Regions from separate parts of the Anas platyrhynchos genome. Here region 2 is linked to region 1. The links are chromatin contacts, called in public Hi-C maps. All regions are on one chromosome and are shown on one strand. Each heading gives the region's core, a stretch centred on a gene start, on an enhancer-like site or on the middle of the called end of the contact. The rest is flanking DNA. Distances are from core to core; before and after follow the strand shown.

Evidence for each region. A called contact is a pair of places that touch in the nucleus more often than the background predicts.
Region 2: a Hi-C map of F1 follicle shows a contact between it and region 1, with 4 times the contacts expected there. The contact joins the promoter of CDK8 here to the enhancer-like site in region 1. A contact is called at or near these places in 3 of 8 Hi-C or Micro-C datasets (F1 follicle, skeletal muscle and subcutaneous adipose tissue).

Annotation. Positions count from the first base shown.
Region 1 is chr1:186,038,936-186,046,550 of IASCAAS_PekinDuck_T2T, reverse strand. It overlaps WASF3 (WASP family member 3), which reads left to right. Exons shown (of 11, transcript XM_027469517.3): 11 at 1-1,599. Among named protein-coding and RNA genes, the nearest start is that of GPR12, 30 kb to the right of the region's middle. Within about 2 kb of position 3,925, at least 1 of the 8 cell types and tissues checked has an H3K27ac peak or open chromatin away from gene starts, as enhancers often do.
Region 2 is chr1:186,219,403-186,227,017 of IASCAAS_PekinDuck_T2T, reverse strand. CDK8 (cyclin dependent kinase 8) reads left to right here and starts at 4,910. Exons shown (of 13, transcript XM_027469486.3): 1 at 4,910-5,384. The coding sequence starts at 5,257. It overlaps RNF6 (ring finger protein 6), which reads right to left and starts at 1,889. Exons shown (of 5, transcript XM_027469477.3): 1 at 1,759-1,889; 2 at 985-1,066.

The DNA of each region.
Region 1 (7,615 bases), core at 2,676-5,175:
GATAGACCCAACTGAAGCCACGTGGTTGTTGCAGTGTAGAAATGTTGTGCTGTTACTGCTGAGGAATGGAACTCTGCCAGTCTACATCTAGCAATCAGATACATTTCACAAGTATTAAACTCGGTCCTTATGCTTGTAGGTACAAATATTTGTAAATAAGTTTTGTTGGTTGATTTGTGTATGTATAGTCATGACAGATTGTTTTTGGTTTCCTGTAGCACATTTACTCAAAACTACCATTAATTTGAATGTATTTCTTTCCTAGTACATCGCATTTATGTAACAGTTATTGGCAGATAAAGCAGTTTTAATGGCTGTTTAGGTACTGTGCTGTCTGTGTGCATTCTTTTTCTCTTTCCCCTGGAACAGTTGCTGACATAGTCTGCTTCGGCTGTTTCCTTTAAAAGTAAATCATATTTTTTTTCTCAGTACAATACAGTATTAAAATGTTTTTTTTTTCTTTTGGACTGGGAGTAGGGCTGCTGCTTTGCCTAATGAGGCTTTTAAAATGTATTAATAAGAAGAGAAAGTTATTTCATTAACAGATTAATTTTAATCTTTGTTACAGAAGTCAGCGTAATTCCAGGTCTAAACATTTGGTAAAACACCTTTGTTCTGCGAGGCCCTGTCTGTTCTTAAAAATTACAAAGAAAAAGAGTATATAAAAATGAAAACAAATAAAATGAAATGGAAGATGATTATCTAACCTCTGTTTACACAATTAACAGTTTTTAGTCCTGAGAATGTAACAGCCTAACATGATGTTTGCATGCAAGCTGCTGGATATTTCATTGCTGTTGAACCTGCATATATTTTTTTCAATTTGTGATGGTTGTTTATATGGTAGGGTGGCAACGTGCTGCCTCAATGTTGATGTTAAAGATTTATCTTATAAAGTACAACCGATCTCTGCATAATGCAGTCTGCAACTACAGTTCCTGTTAATCAGTGGCAGCTGAAGGTACTCATCTCAGTTTGCTAGATCAGTTCTCGTCTTTGCCTTAAATACAAAGCTGACTTTTTGCTTTATTTTGTGCACTGGAGTCTGAGGTCTGCGTGTCCACAGAGGCCGTAGCTTGATGATGGTTTCATTAATGCACGAGGGATGGTTCATCCTGATCATAACGACGCACTTGCATGGTGGCTTGCAAAATGGTTCTCCAGATGAGTCGGATCGAGGCGCGACTCAGACTGCAGTGTTACGCTGCTGTACAGGTGGGGAGAGCACTCAGTATTCTTTTACTATGCGTTGAAATATATCAGCAGAAAATTCTTTCCATTCTCCTGAAGTTTGATATGACAGAAGATTTATTTTATGAGCACAGAGGCTGGGTGTATCTGAAATTTTGTAATTTGTTGTTTTTAAATAATAAACGTTAAACAAGCAACCAGTTGTGACCGGTTAAGGTGGTGTAGATTTTTCAGTCTTAGTAGCCAACCTGTTTTTCTGAACCTGCTATGTTGTCATTTTCCTTTCAGTATTAATTAATAAAAATGTGAATTTAGTGATGTAAACTAACATTCTAGGCTCTTTTTATCAGTTTTATCATACTTTGGGTTGTGAATAAGTAACAGATATGAATAAAATCTCACTTTTGAGCCTGTCTTTCTTTCCTTAGATTACTAAGATTTTACCGTTAAACGTCATCCCTTTGTTGAATAACAGAAATGAAAATAGAACACTTCTAAATGCTGTCTGTGATCCCAGGAGCCACAGTTTTATTGGGACATAGGCCAGAGTCTGCGAATACAGACTTCATTAAGGCACTGCTGTGCCTAACTAATGTTTTTTTCCTAATTCACTTTTGTTTTCTTTTCAACCTGGATTCAAACTCTGAGTTACAGTTCTTGGCTGGTGTATACAGGTATTAATTTCCCTACAGATAGGTTAATTTTTTTTAGGGAAACATTAAGCAGCACCTTGGCTCTCAGAGAGAACAGGGCAGAACATACCAATGGTATTAATAAGCCCCTTTCCCCCCACCTTTTTTATAAGGAAGAGTCTTTGTAGATTAATGATACCAAGCACACTACTGTAAAATGCAAGGCCATGTTTGCCTCCTACAGAGCATTTGTAATTAAATTTTTTAATCGAGTTAAAACCTCACATGGTAACAGGATAAGCTTTTCTATCATGATGGGAAGAACTCACATAAAACTATTGAGTAACCTAGTAGCCTAACTGCAAGTTAAACAGATTATTTGTGCATTTTAAACTTGGTTGTTCCCTGGAAAAATGAATTCATTTTTACTCAGAACTGAAAATTCCGTCCTTCTAGTGCACATTTTTTTCTCTGATTTGAACTTAATTCAGGTAATTGAGAGCAGAGACACCAGTTCTAAATACAAACTGAATATATGGACTTGCAACTCTGATTCAAAGGCTCATTTAGTAAAGCCAGCTGATACCAGTATTTAAACACGGTAAATACTCATGTATCAGTTGGACTGATGATTGACATCACTCAGCTTACTGTTCTCTACAGCTTTTATGGCTCTTTTTGGATATTAAATATTATTTAATATTTTGAATGTTAAAGAGTATTTCCCTGCAGCTAACCTGACAGACCAGTTGGATTGTTGGTTTTTCAGATTTCTCAGAACCAAGATGAACTGAATGGAGATCTTTATTGTAAGAGAGGTGCATGCAGTTTCAGAACAAGCTCAAATCTGATCCAAGTTTGCGGTGTGTGAATTGATTCAGCAGGAAAGGAAGAGTCCTTGTTGGAAAATCTGTTTTTGGGATGTATTTTTCAGGTGCTGCCTCATCACGTGCTGGGCATTGTTTTTAAGACGAAAGAGGTGTTCCTTTCCACTTGACACAACACACCTAAAGAGTGCAGCGAATGTGTTACTTTAAAACATCAACGTACGCTGAAGGGGGTATAAACCTGCAGATAATGGAAATTCAATGCCAGTCTTGCGGCTGAGAGCCATGCAAAGATTCCTCTGAAAACTACACAGAGCTCCAACCTGGTGGGGTCAACTCTGGGGAAAGTTTCTTGCCCTTTGGAGGGCAGCCGGGCTGCCTTGTTAATTCTGAGCGAGTTTGAGGGGTTTCTGCTACAAGTACTTAGGGATGTGCACACACACACGTGTACAAGGAGCTTCTGCAGCATCTTGATGCAGCTTTGTGTTCAGGTACTGAAGCATTATCAATGTGCCTGGCGATGTACGGGGATGGAAATAAATGATCCCTGCTGGAAGCCCTCAGGCCCTGGCATCAGCCACAAAAGAACGAGCAGAGCTTTGGGCAGGTTGTTCAATGAGGACTTGAAAGGAAGTGTGGGGACTTAGAAGGACTTGCTGTAGGTTTCCAGTCAAACATCTTTCTTTCAAGAGGGGAATAGAAAGAAGGGGAACACTGGAAAGAAAAATGTTAAGTGCAGGACAGGGAGAAGGAATTTTGTATTTGCCTTCTTTAGCTGGAGGCAGTGATTGCTCACGCGCTATCCAATATCTTCACATCTCTCTGGAGCTGTGAGTTCTTGTCCGGGTGATGCGGGTGCATGCTTGTACGTGGGGGAAGCAGTCTCAGATGTTTGTGCCGGGCTGGTGTTTTTTTTCAGTGCCGTAAGAAAACAAGTAGCCTTTAAGACTCTTAGCTAAATATAGTAGTCTCTGGAGATTAATCCTTAATGTCGCAGATAAATAAAGAAGTTCTTATCTGATTAGCTGGAGCAGGAGGGACTCGTGCTCTGCGCTCCTGGGGAGGCCACATGCAAAGTACTCCAGGGATTAGGGCTGAGGGCAGCCGCTCCTTAGAGGTCTGAGCAGCTTGGTGTCCTCTGCGTGGTGTGACAGTGCTGCTGAGTGCCTCGGAGGGACACACAGCTGCCGTCCCGCTCAGCGCTCACTCACACCAACGTGATGCAGGGGAAGGGAAGGAAATGAGGGTTGGGAATCTGGCGAACCTACCCTAAAGCAATAATCCTGGGCTGTCCGTCCCAAGTGTCTGTGAGAGCAGCTCTAGGAAGCAGGAGTCCCACAGTGTGTGCTGAGGGATGTGGCAGAGCTCACCTCGCTAGCTTTCCTCCAGTTCTCATGGAAGCTGTGATGCCTCGCAATGGCAGCCAACTGATTCATTCTTCATTCATTTTTCAGGGTAATTCTGCTGCTAATGCTTTGTTTCTGTAGTAAATTTTCTAGTAAAAACTTCCTAGTCCCTTATCAGTTACCTTTCTCTGACTTGAGTTGCCTGCAGCTCTTGCTTTTCACCCTTAAATTGGATGCAGTCGCCAACCCTTGCAGCATTACCTTTTGCTTTTCTGAAGTTACTAGTCCACTGCTGATTTTCGCCAGCAGCCTGTCCCTCTGCACCATTCTCTTTTCTTCCTTCTGGTGTTTTGTTTTCCTTCCAAATTTAGCGTACTTCCTAAAACTTTTTCTTAGGCTGGTTTCAAGCAGCAGCCTAAACCGCTTCTGATTTCCATTATGCTGTGGATGTTGCTTCTGCATTTGGGCAAGAAGAATTTTCTTCTGTGTGTTTCATGTTCTTCAAAGGGCAGCCAAAGGGAGGTGGTTGCACACCGATGGGCAGCAGAACCCCACCACAGCCCGTCTCTCCTTGCCCCTCAAAAGAAGAGGGAGAGAAAATATGTTGGAAAAGGGCTCAAGGGCCAAGATAAGGACAAGGAGATTGCTCACCACTTACTGTCATGGGCAAAACACTCAGTGTAAAGGAGCTGCAGCGTGGAGATCTGCTCCATGTGGGACCCATGGGCTGCAGGGGGACAGCCTGCTCCACCAGGGGCCTCTCCACAGGCCGCAGGGGAACTGCTGCTGCCTGCCTGGAGCACCTCCTGCCCTCCTGCTGCACTCACCTGGGGGCTGCAGGGCTGCTGCTCTCTCAGCTCTCACCCCTCTCTCCCAGCTGCCGTAGCTCACCAGATTTTTCCCCCCTTTCTCAATCTGCTCTCCCAGAGGTGCAAACATTGTTCATGGCTCGGCTCTGACGCGGGGCAGTTTCTGGATTCTTCTCACAGAGGCCACCCCTGCAGCCCCCACTACCAAAACCTCGCCACATAAACCCAATACACATGTGAAGTGCTATGCTTCGGTTTCTAATTTGAAATACTGACATACACTCAGCTTTCCATTATTTATAAATGTCAGTGGTTCCTGGGAGCATTTGGAGTTTACTCAAAATCTATGGCTCCTGCTGGTTGCCTCATTGCTTCTCTCGGTGATGGATCGCTGGCTTCCTTCCACTGTTGAAAATCACCACTGTGACATATCACAAACCTTTTTTTTACAAAGATACCCAAGATCGCCTTCTTTGTACCCACCTAACTTACATAAGACAAATTCTTATCTGAAAAATAAAGTTGTATTTTATCTCATCCTCCGTATTCTCTTCAAAACCCCTAGCGGCTGTCAAGTCACCCTTTGCTTTTTAAATGATTTAAGAGCCATCTCCATTCTTTAAGTTGACATAATCTGTCTGGAAAACTGAATTTAGGCCTACCACATGCTCCAAGTGAAGGGCATTCCACCCCTCTCCTCTGCTGCCCCTCCTGACCTATATTCCTCGATACGTTTCTAGAATTTGTATGAATTATTTATACGGCTTGATAGATTTACTTCATTCTTTGCTGAAAGAGATAATAAATCCTCACTTTGGGGATTTCTAAATCTTGTTAAAATACACCAAATTGGGAGGCAGCTGCTAACAGCTACGGTTGTTTGCGATGAGACACGGAGGCTTGTCTGGCTTTTCTTAGATGCTATAGGAAGAGAAAAAACATTGAAGTGCAGGATGCCTCAGTTAAACGGGGACAATAACACCATAAATTCAGGGTGTTCTTTCCTGTCTTAAATGGCAAATGGGAAAATAGAGATTTTAGGACCGAGATGGGGAAGAAGAGAAAGGCCAAGATCTTTCCTGTGCTAAAGAAGAGGTGAAGATATCTCAATGAATAATTGATGCCACGTTGTATTTGTTTTATCTCCACACCAAAATGCCCTCTGGATGGCGAGGCAAAGTTTTAACCTTCTCCCTGAAGGTCACCTTACATATTTTATTCTCTTCACCTCATCAGTTCCCGTATGTAATGACCTTTCCTTTCAATCCAGCCATCTGTGTGCTTCAGCCTTTATTTCTTTCATTGATCATACGAGGCGTGGGAGTACACACAGCACTGACACGCTGCTGGCCTTGCTACCCGATTAGGGCGAATAGATTAAGATGGCATTTAAATAGTAAATAGATCTTTTCTAAAATTCATGAATGCAGGAATTATTAAAAGGAGTGCAGTGAACCAGGGGTGTTTTCTGCTCGCAAAGTAAAGCACGGAAAATCAGGGTGGATGTTTAAGGAATGTGTGGGTAAAATGTACTTCCAAAGCACAGCTCAATTTTAAGGCTTCCAGGTGTGAGCTTTGCACGATTGCTGTAATTACCAGCCTGCTGCGGGCATTGCTTCTGTTTTGTTGGGCTGCAACCTATCTGTTTGCTAAATCCAGGGATACTCCAATGCTGCCCAGGAGATAGGGAGTGCAAAAAACTGTAGGCTCAAGAAGAGTAAATGCAATGGAAATGGAGAAGTATTGGAAGGTAAAAGCAAAGCTGACCCTGTAGGACACCTGACTTCTTGATGGGACAGAACCGAAGGTGTCAGGGCATCGTTTGTTTCTTAGAACAGAAGTTAAAAACAGGGATGTGGATTTGGGGGGTTCCATCTCTTCGGATATGTGGCACTGGGGACGGTCACACCTAACCACGCTTAATGCCTCGCGTTTTCTTGTTGGCGCCTAATTTAGACAGACGGATGGGTAAAAAGAGTCCTTGATAACATTAACGAGCTGGTCAGACCGTGTCTGTGTTCAGTGAACCTCACAGAGCGTGTCTGTAAATCCGAGCAGTGAGCACTGGTCAGCACTTCGGACATTTCAGGAGTTCTGCTTCATCCTGGTTTTAGTCTGGTTTGGTGAACAAAACCCAGAGAGGGCAATGTCTTAGGCTTAGCCTCACCTGGAAGGAGCTGAACTCATGCACTGCTCCATCACGTGAATTAAGGGATGGTGAGTGGGAACAAGCAGATTTGCTTCAGAAGCACTGGTGGCCCAAAATATTGGTATGGACAGTGCCCAAGAGCGGCTGTGATTAGTGCCTGACTGCCAAAGAGTTTTGCAGCTGTCCACACTTCCAGTACACGTTCACTCTTGTCCACTAATGCTGTCAGTCCTCAACACCTTATATCTCTAAGTCTGGGAGAGGCAGAAACCTGCATCTTCGCCCCCAGTGCCTCGTAAGGTGAAGCAGCGTTGCTGTCGTGCTTCTGAGGGCGATGTGGTGCAGCAGAGCTCTCCGGGGCACAGCGTGGCTGCCTGAGCAGGCGGCTTCCCCGGTGCTAATCCCAGAAAACGAGCCAAGTAGGATTAACGAGATAGTGAAAACCATCGTATGGCCATTACGTTTTTGAGTTTGGTTCAAATACGAGGCCAGATAATGAAGTAAGCCTGGAAATATCTGAGCGCGGTGTCACCAGCTACGAGCTCCCCGCTCGGTGAGGTGCTGACAGAGCTGGGAGGGGAGCGAGGGTTTGGCTCCCACTGCAGCTGGGAGAGGGCCCTGGCAGCCCCTGCCCTGCTGGAGCCTGCCCAGCACCTGGGAA
Region 2 (7,615 bases), core at 3,661-6,160, 180 kb before region 1:
TCTCCTATCACACTTTGAAACACCGATTTCTCAGCCAGCTCTTATTACCGTGGTTTCCTCAAAGCAAATGCAATTGTCTCCTCCCACCACTCAGCACGCGGTCAGAGCATTATCATCATCCTGATGGCACCAACACTCGGCTGTTGTCAGGAAAATGCCCAACCCATCCCGCACCAAACATTACAGAAAGTGCCTCTGCCCTTGATGACTTACAACTTGAGATAAACAGAAAAGGGGAAGAGGACAGATAAAATTCATTTAAAGCTGTTATTTAGTTGAAAGCCTGACAGTAAGTGCTGCTGTTTGCCCTACCAGTAAGTTAACTGACTTCCTGGATGTATCGCCACATGCTGCACAGAACAGTCCTAAGTTCTAGAGATGAAAAGTCCATCGCATGCCGTCTCCCTCAATCTACATTCCAACTGTTGCTCAAAAGAGACTCTTCACTTTTCATTTTGCATCCATACAAAACCTGGAAACCTCTTCCTCAGTTTTCGTGGGTGGTAGAAAAAAAACACTGCTTTGTTGACAACTGTATGGTAGGGCGATTAGTCACACTCTTTAAATGACTCACTTAGAAACGATAAGAAGTGTGAAGTGTTCGGTTGTCCCATCTGTTTGCATGGCATCCACTACCCATAGTTATTATTATCAAACATCAAAACGAAGTGCTTTGGCCCTTGAAGTATTTTAGGGTATTGAAATTTGCAGGGTATCAAGAGCACCATAATGAAATGCTCTGGCACTCAAGATACTTATGAGTATTGACGAGCTGAAGGGTTCTCAGTGGTAAGGTGTAAAAATGTGGAATTGAAAGGCCTTCACAACTCGGAATTACTCTTGCATTGCAAAGAAACAGGTGTCACACTGCAACAGTTCACGTTTGGTGGAAAATTTAGCTTGAGACTCTTTTACTCCTTAATTGACAGCTACTTCAGCGCACTCGCTAGGACACACGTTCGTTTTTACCTAAGCTCCATATACCTTAGGCTTTCAGGTTTTGGCCCCCTTCCGCGGGTTCCTGTCCCCACCTCCCTCGGGCATCCATTTCCCGCAAGGCTACCGGCTGCAAGCAAGGACGACAAGCGCGTTTAGACGAGGGAACCGGCGGCGCCACTTAGCATTGCTGTCACACTCCAGCCTCCGGGCGAGATGATCTCACCGAATCGGAACAAAAAAAAAAAAAAAGGGGGAGAAAAGAGACAGAGAGGACCCACCAGCCCCTGCGTGAGGCCGGACAGACGGACAGACAGACAGACAAAGCGGCAGCGCCGTGAGGCACCGACCCTGCTCCCCCCCCCCCCCCTCCGGGGTCGGTGCCTCAGGGGGCGGCCGGCGGCGACCCCCGGCCCGGCCGCCTGAGGGAGGGGCGGTGCCGCGCGCAGTGATTGACAGCTCCCGCGGCCAATCAGCGGGCCGCCTGCCGGCCGCCGGCCAATGGCGGCGGGGCGCGGTAGGCCGCGGGCCCTGCCGCTGCGCCCCCTCCCCCCGCGTTCTAACCCCCCCCCCCCAACCGCCACCAACCGCCACCAACCGCCGCTAACGGCCGCCGGGCCCGGCCGGCCTCCAACGGTGCCCAGCAGGGCCCGGCCAAGGGGGTGCCGGGGCTGCGTGCGGCCGGGCAGCCCTCACAGCCCGGCCCCGCTCCGCGTTCTCCCCCTCCCCTCCCGGCCGGGAAAGCAAATGAGGTAAAACCGCTGAAAAACAGGTAAAAAAAATAAAATAAAAATAAAATAAAACTCCCTCCTCACAACCGACCCGTCGCTGTGCGGGCGGCGCGCTCCAGCCCCGATTGCGGTCCGGGCGGCTGCCGGCAGCCGCGACGCGCAGGTTCCGAGCCCGGCCCCGCTCCGCCCAGCGCCGCCCTGCGCATGCGCGGGGCGCGCGCCGCGGCCGTTGGGGCCAACGGGCGGGGCGCGCGCGGGGCGGGGCTGTGAGGAGAGCCCTGAGGGGAAGGGGGGCGGCGGCGCCTCAGGAGCCTCGCCTCGTCCTGTAGTGTCTCCCCTTCAAGCACATCCCTTCATACATTCTCAATAAATATATATTTTTTTCTCACTTCTTCATTTTTATTTTTTTTGCATTCCCTACCTTGTTCTCCGCACTCCCCCCCCATTCGAAGCGTAGAGCCGTGTAAATTTTTCACACCGGTTGCAAACCCTTTTACGAATCCCACATGATGCTGACAGCGTACACAAACTTTCCACAAAAAATAATAAAAAAAAAGTTTTGTACACAAACTTTCCCTTCTGAGTTGCTTCTGCAGATTGCTCCCGACAGGCGCGTTTCACAACTCGTAGGAACTGTTAGCAAAAGGAGAGGATTTCGCAAGGATACCTTAGCTCTGTAAAAGCGCCTCCTTCCTAGGGTATCCAAACTGCTGATAATTTTGTTCAAATTTCCTTTCAGAAATACACGAAGCGTGGATATTTGTTATGCCACTGCTTTTGATGTAAAACCGACCCCTCTGTAATGCGTGAGGTGAGGGGAAGAGCGAGGCTCTGGTGTCCAGGATGATAACCTCTGCTCCCCATTTTAACGACAAACTCCAGGATTTGTTTATTCTGGTTGAGAAAAGAGTTTACAGACATGCTACATTTAGTTTTCTCATTAGTTTACCTTTCTTTTGTGCCAGTAACTGACTTCCACCAGACAAATTGACAGTGCATGGGGGGAAATTTTTAGCACTGAGGCTATGCGTGGGGCCACTCCTTTATATTGCGTGTATAAAAGAAATGAAACCCTTGTTGTTATTCAGGTTCCTTGCCACACCAGGAATAATTAGTGATTACCACATTATACTATGATTTCCCTGGCCTGGCATAATTAAAATAGTCTTTCCTGAGCACCAATTTTACTCTGGTAATAAAAGCCAGAGTACCTGCCTTGTATACAAAGTCATGCTTGGCTCTCTTAGAGAAAAAAAAAAATTGGTTTCTTCCCACAATTTTCTTTTGTCTTGTTATTAAAATCTTTTTATCTCATAGTATTATGTTTAGTAATCATAGTCAAACACAAAAACTTCACTTCTATCAAGCCCATATACGGACTGCTCATCCAGAAGAAGGTTATAATATATTTTAGGAAAATAGATGAATAAACTCATATACCCTTACTCAAAGCTTCTACTGAAATACTCCTTTTTCGACTTTTTCTACTGACCTTCCCTACAGTGCAGAATTCTCTGTTAATTTTATATTCATGCTTCACAACAGTACAATATAACTATGTGCAGTATTTGTTTATTTTATGCCACATAGTTAGCACGAAAATAACAACAGTAGATCTTTCTTTCCTCGATTATTATTATTATTGCACTGTAGGGATACTTCCCACAATAAAATACTTCCTCTGCAATAATAATAAAGGTAGCCTTTAGAGGGCAGCAAACCTCAGGCAATTACTGTTTTTTTTTTTTTTCAAAGTAAATTCTGAAAGTCTGCTTTAATGTGATTGTTCAGTCTTTAGAAAGTAACCTTATTAGATTTTATTACATATGTAAGTAGGGCAGAACCTTTTAATACAGAACTTAATAATACGGTGTTCGGGTTTGGGGTCCTCAGTGGAACAATATCAATACTGAAAAATATTGGTAAGCTGCCAATATTTTGGGAGCTGAGTAGCGAGCACCAAGATGGTCATGGGCTGGAGCACGTCCATGTGAGAGGCTGTGGGCACCAGGGCTCATTCTGCTGGGAGAAGGGGCAGCCTGCCAGCGCTGGCAAAGAAGACAGGGCCAGGCTTTTTGCCCAAGTGCACAGCGGGAGGAGAGGCTGTTGCCATACATTTAAAAGAAGGGATGTTTAGGGTAGGTATAAGGACAAGAATTTTCACCCTGAGGACAGTCAGGCCTGCAGAGGCCGTGGAATCTTCCCTCCATAGAGGTTTTAAAGACAGAGCCTCAGGCAACCTGAATTTAATAGTAACCCTGTTTTAAGAAAGATATTGAATTAGCAAACTTCCAGAGATCCCTTCCTATGATGCAATTTGTTGAAATAATATAAAACAATAAAATTAGGGTTTATTTTCCTATTGTAGGGCTATTTTGAATTAAAAAAAAAAAAAAAAAGTATCCTGAACAGAATTTTGATCTGTCAAGATTCTTTAGAACTGATTCTTTGACTTCTTCAGAAGCAATCAGACAGAGAGCTACTGAAGATGGTCACGCATCTGGCGAACTGATGTCCCACTGCATTCGGGTGGATGCTTGTTGGTAACTTGCACTCCTGCCAGAATCTCGGACACTTCACTAGTCAGATCAATGCTATAGCTAAGTGCAAAATGCAGAATTTTGCTCTTTACAAACCAAACTGTTTGCAGAAGCAGCACTTTAGCTTTAAGTAAACTGCGTTCCTAAATGCTGCTGGTGTTCTGCTGACACATCTGCACATTAGCAACTGCAAGGTTTCCAGAAGTTGTGCATACTATGCTAGTACGATTGTTTTTCTTTACACACAGAAAAGGGAGGAAAAAGAAAAAAGAATCACCAACAAAGTGGACATTCTGGTGGCGTGGGGATGTGTGACTGAGCATTGGTTGGTACGAAGAGCCCGTGTGGGACCTGGGAAGCAGTCCCAAACTAAAAAGTCTGTGCAAACAGAGCAACGCAGCAAAAAATGGATTTATATATTAGTTGTGAGTGGCATTTAACGCAGCTGGCAGGGAAAATTAACGAAAACAATGAACATTTTGCAGAGAAGGCGGCCCCTGCCCTCAGCTCCCTTCCTTCTCTGAGGACTACATTTCCCAGCGCGCCCCGCGCTCCCGCCGCCGGGACTACCACTCCCGTCATGCCCCGCGCCGCGCTGTGCCCACCCCACCCACCGCACTACAATTCCCATCGTCCCCCGCGCCGCAAGGCATGCCGGGCCGGGCGAGGGGGCGGGGCCCCGCCGCCTTCCACGCGGCCGGCGGGCGGGCGGGGAGCAGGAGGAGGCGGCGGCGGCTCCGCGGCGGGGGTTTTGCGACGCCGCTTTGCGACAGTGCCGTCAGGCGCCGCGGCCGTATTCCGCCGGGGGAGAGACCGGCTGGGTGCCGCCGGGCGGGCGGGGAGCGGGGCTGGGGAGGGAGGCGGGGGGCGGCCCGGGGCCTTCCTCCTCCTCCTCCTCCTCCTCCTCCTCCTTTTCGTCGTCTTCCTCCTCCTCCTCCTCCTCCTCGTCCTGCTGCCGGGGGGGCGGGGGGTGCGCGGCTGCCTGTGGGGGGGGGCAGCGGCGGCTGCTGCCCGGTGTGGTGGTGGCTGTGTGGGGGGGGGCGCCGAAGATGGACTATGACTTCAAGGTGAAGCTGACCGGCGAGCGGGAGCGGGTGGAGGACCTCTTCGAGTACGAGGGCTGCAAGGTGGGCAGGGGCACCTACGGGCACGTCTACAAAGCCAAGCGCAAGGACGGGTGAGTGAGGAGCCGTGTCTCTCCCCTTCTCCCCCCCTCCCCCCCCAGTTCCGTGCCCCCTCCCCATTTCTCACCCCATGCCCCCTCTGGGGTCCCTTCGGTCCCTCCCTGCCCGTCCCGTCCCCTCCGTGTGCTGACGGCTTTTGTGGGTCGCATCCCCGGCTGGAGGGGTGCTGGGGGATCGAGGAGGGCTTAAAGCGCTCAGCCCCGCTTTGCAGAGCGGGGAGCGGCTCCTTTTTTTTCTTTTACGGGGCTTTCCTGTCTGGGTTATCACTTGTAGGCACCATTTTAGGTGCTCTCGCAGGCTGCTGCTGGAGCCGCAGGCTGCTGGTCCTTGCAGGGCTCTCGGATGCGCTCAGGGCTCGTTTTTTGTGGCACTGCTTAGCACAGACTGGAGCAAACAAATTTCTCTGTGCGAATCCTGTAGAGAAAGACAGGGCGAACTGTCAGCCAGCTCCCACTAATCCCTGACATGGCACCAGAACAATAGCGAGTGGGAAGCAAAAGAAACCGGGGAGGCAGCGGCTGTGCTAACAGGTCCTAAATCCTGGGCTGCATCCACCCGTTATTGCGGGGAGCCTGGCGGCAGCGCTCTGTGCCCTGGCAGTGAAAGAAAGCCTCTTTGGGAAGTCTGGGCGTCATTTCTACCTTCGCTAAATAGCTGCCCGCAGCCTGCTTTAACTTCTCGCTGGAAATGGGAGCAGCTTCTTTCTCTGAAGCTTTCTCTCCAGCAGTGCTCGAGCCGTTGTCTGCAGCGGGACCGGCTGCGGCTTATCTCATCTGCTGATATTAATCGCAGCGCAGTTATTTCGGCGTGAATTGGGCTTGCTGCTATGAGTCAGCTAACCGCTGCTGCTCGCACGGGTTGCCTCGGAATCCTGCAGGCTGTGTACAGCAGTCGCTCCCAACTCGTCTGATTTCTTATTTATTTCATTCGGCAAAATTATCAGTCTGCTAGACGATGTTAGGGAGAGCGTGGTCAGAGTTGATGGCGGTGGTGTTATTTCCAGAAATTCCAGGGGAATGGGATCGTGTGCTTGAAAAGGAGAATTAGAGGGGGATTTGAAGCAGAATTTTTGTGTTCTCCAAGTGCATGTGATTTTTAAATCCTCTCTCTCCAGGAGGGTGGGGGAATCAAGATACGGTGTTTAACACCACTTTAACAGCAGTCTGCTGAGCTGCAATTACTGTCTCCTTTTTTTTTTTTTTTTTTTGCCTTATTGTTCCCTTAGTGCTTCCTTTCCTGCCCCTTTCCCTGCCAGATATGTGCAAACTCTCTTTCAAATATGCCTTCAGACAATCTCTGAAACATTTAAGACGTAGATATCTGCGGGTGTTTTTATGGCTTATGCTATAGCTGCACGTAGGTGATGCTGAATCGAATGGCTGGAATTAGGCTCGAGGTAAAAGATTCCATTTTGATTCCTGTATCAAAAAGAGAGAGATTGCAAAAGCAAACCCAGAATAGCAGTTCACTTTCCTGATAACGTGCCTGTTGCAGCGGTGGGTGGGTGAAAGGTAGAGTACCACGCTTGTGCGTTGTTATATGCCAGACAACGCTGTTTAAACACCCCCCAAACGTTTCATGCTGCCGGAGGAATAAACAACCTCCTCTTTTGGTCGAGCTCATGCAGCTCCAACTTTCTCCATGCGTTAAGCTGTTTGCTGTCTTCTGCTTGAACTCGCATTGTTTTTTTTCCTGTGAAGGAAAAAAAGCGTTTGCCTTGAACTGCATTATATAATTCTAAATCTTATTTAAAATAACACAAGTTCCATGTCTGTTAAAATGCATCACGTGTTTTAGGGTACTTTTGAAGTTGTACCTCAGGACTGCAAATGTTTTGTTGGAAATACTGAGGCTGCTCTTTCTGAAGTAACATTCTACTTGTGGGTGTGTAATGAACAGAACAATTACAGAGGAGAGCTGTGTTTGAGCAGTGCCGTTTGTGTGAATCTATGTCCAAAAGCTCTTGGTGATGAGGATCCAGGCTACGTGTCCTAGCCCGAGGAAGGTAACTGGATGTCCTCTGAGCTACAGGGGTTCTTCTTGGGGACAGGCAGGCAGCCACCTCATCTTCAGGCACTGAGAATGCTTTTAAAAGGAGAAGAGCTCTTGGGTGACCTGATGAGGGCATAGCCCAGCTTTTGGCCCTGCTCTGACACAACAGCTGCAGCCGTGCTGTGCCCTTTGCCATGAAGGGGGGCTTTGGGCCGGGCATAGTGTGTCGAGA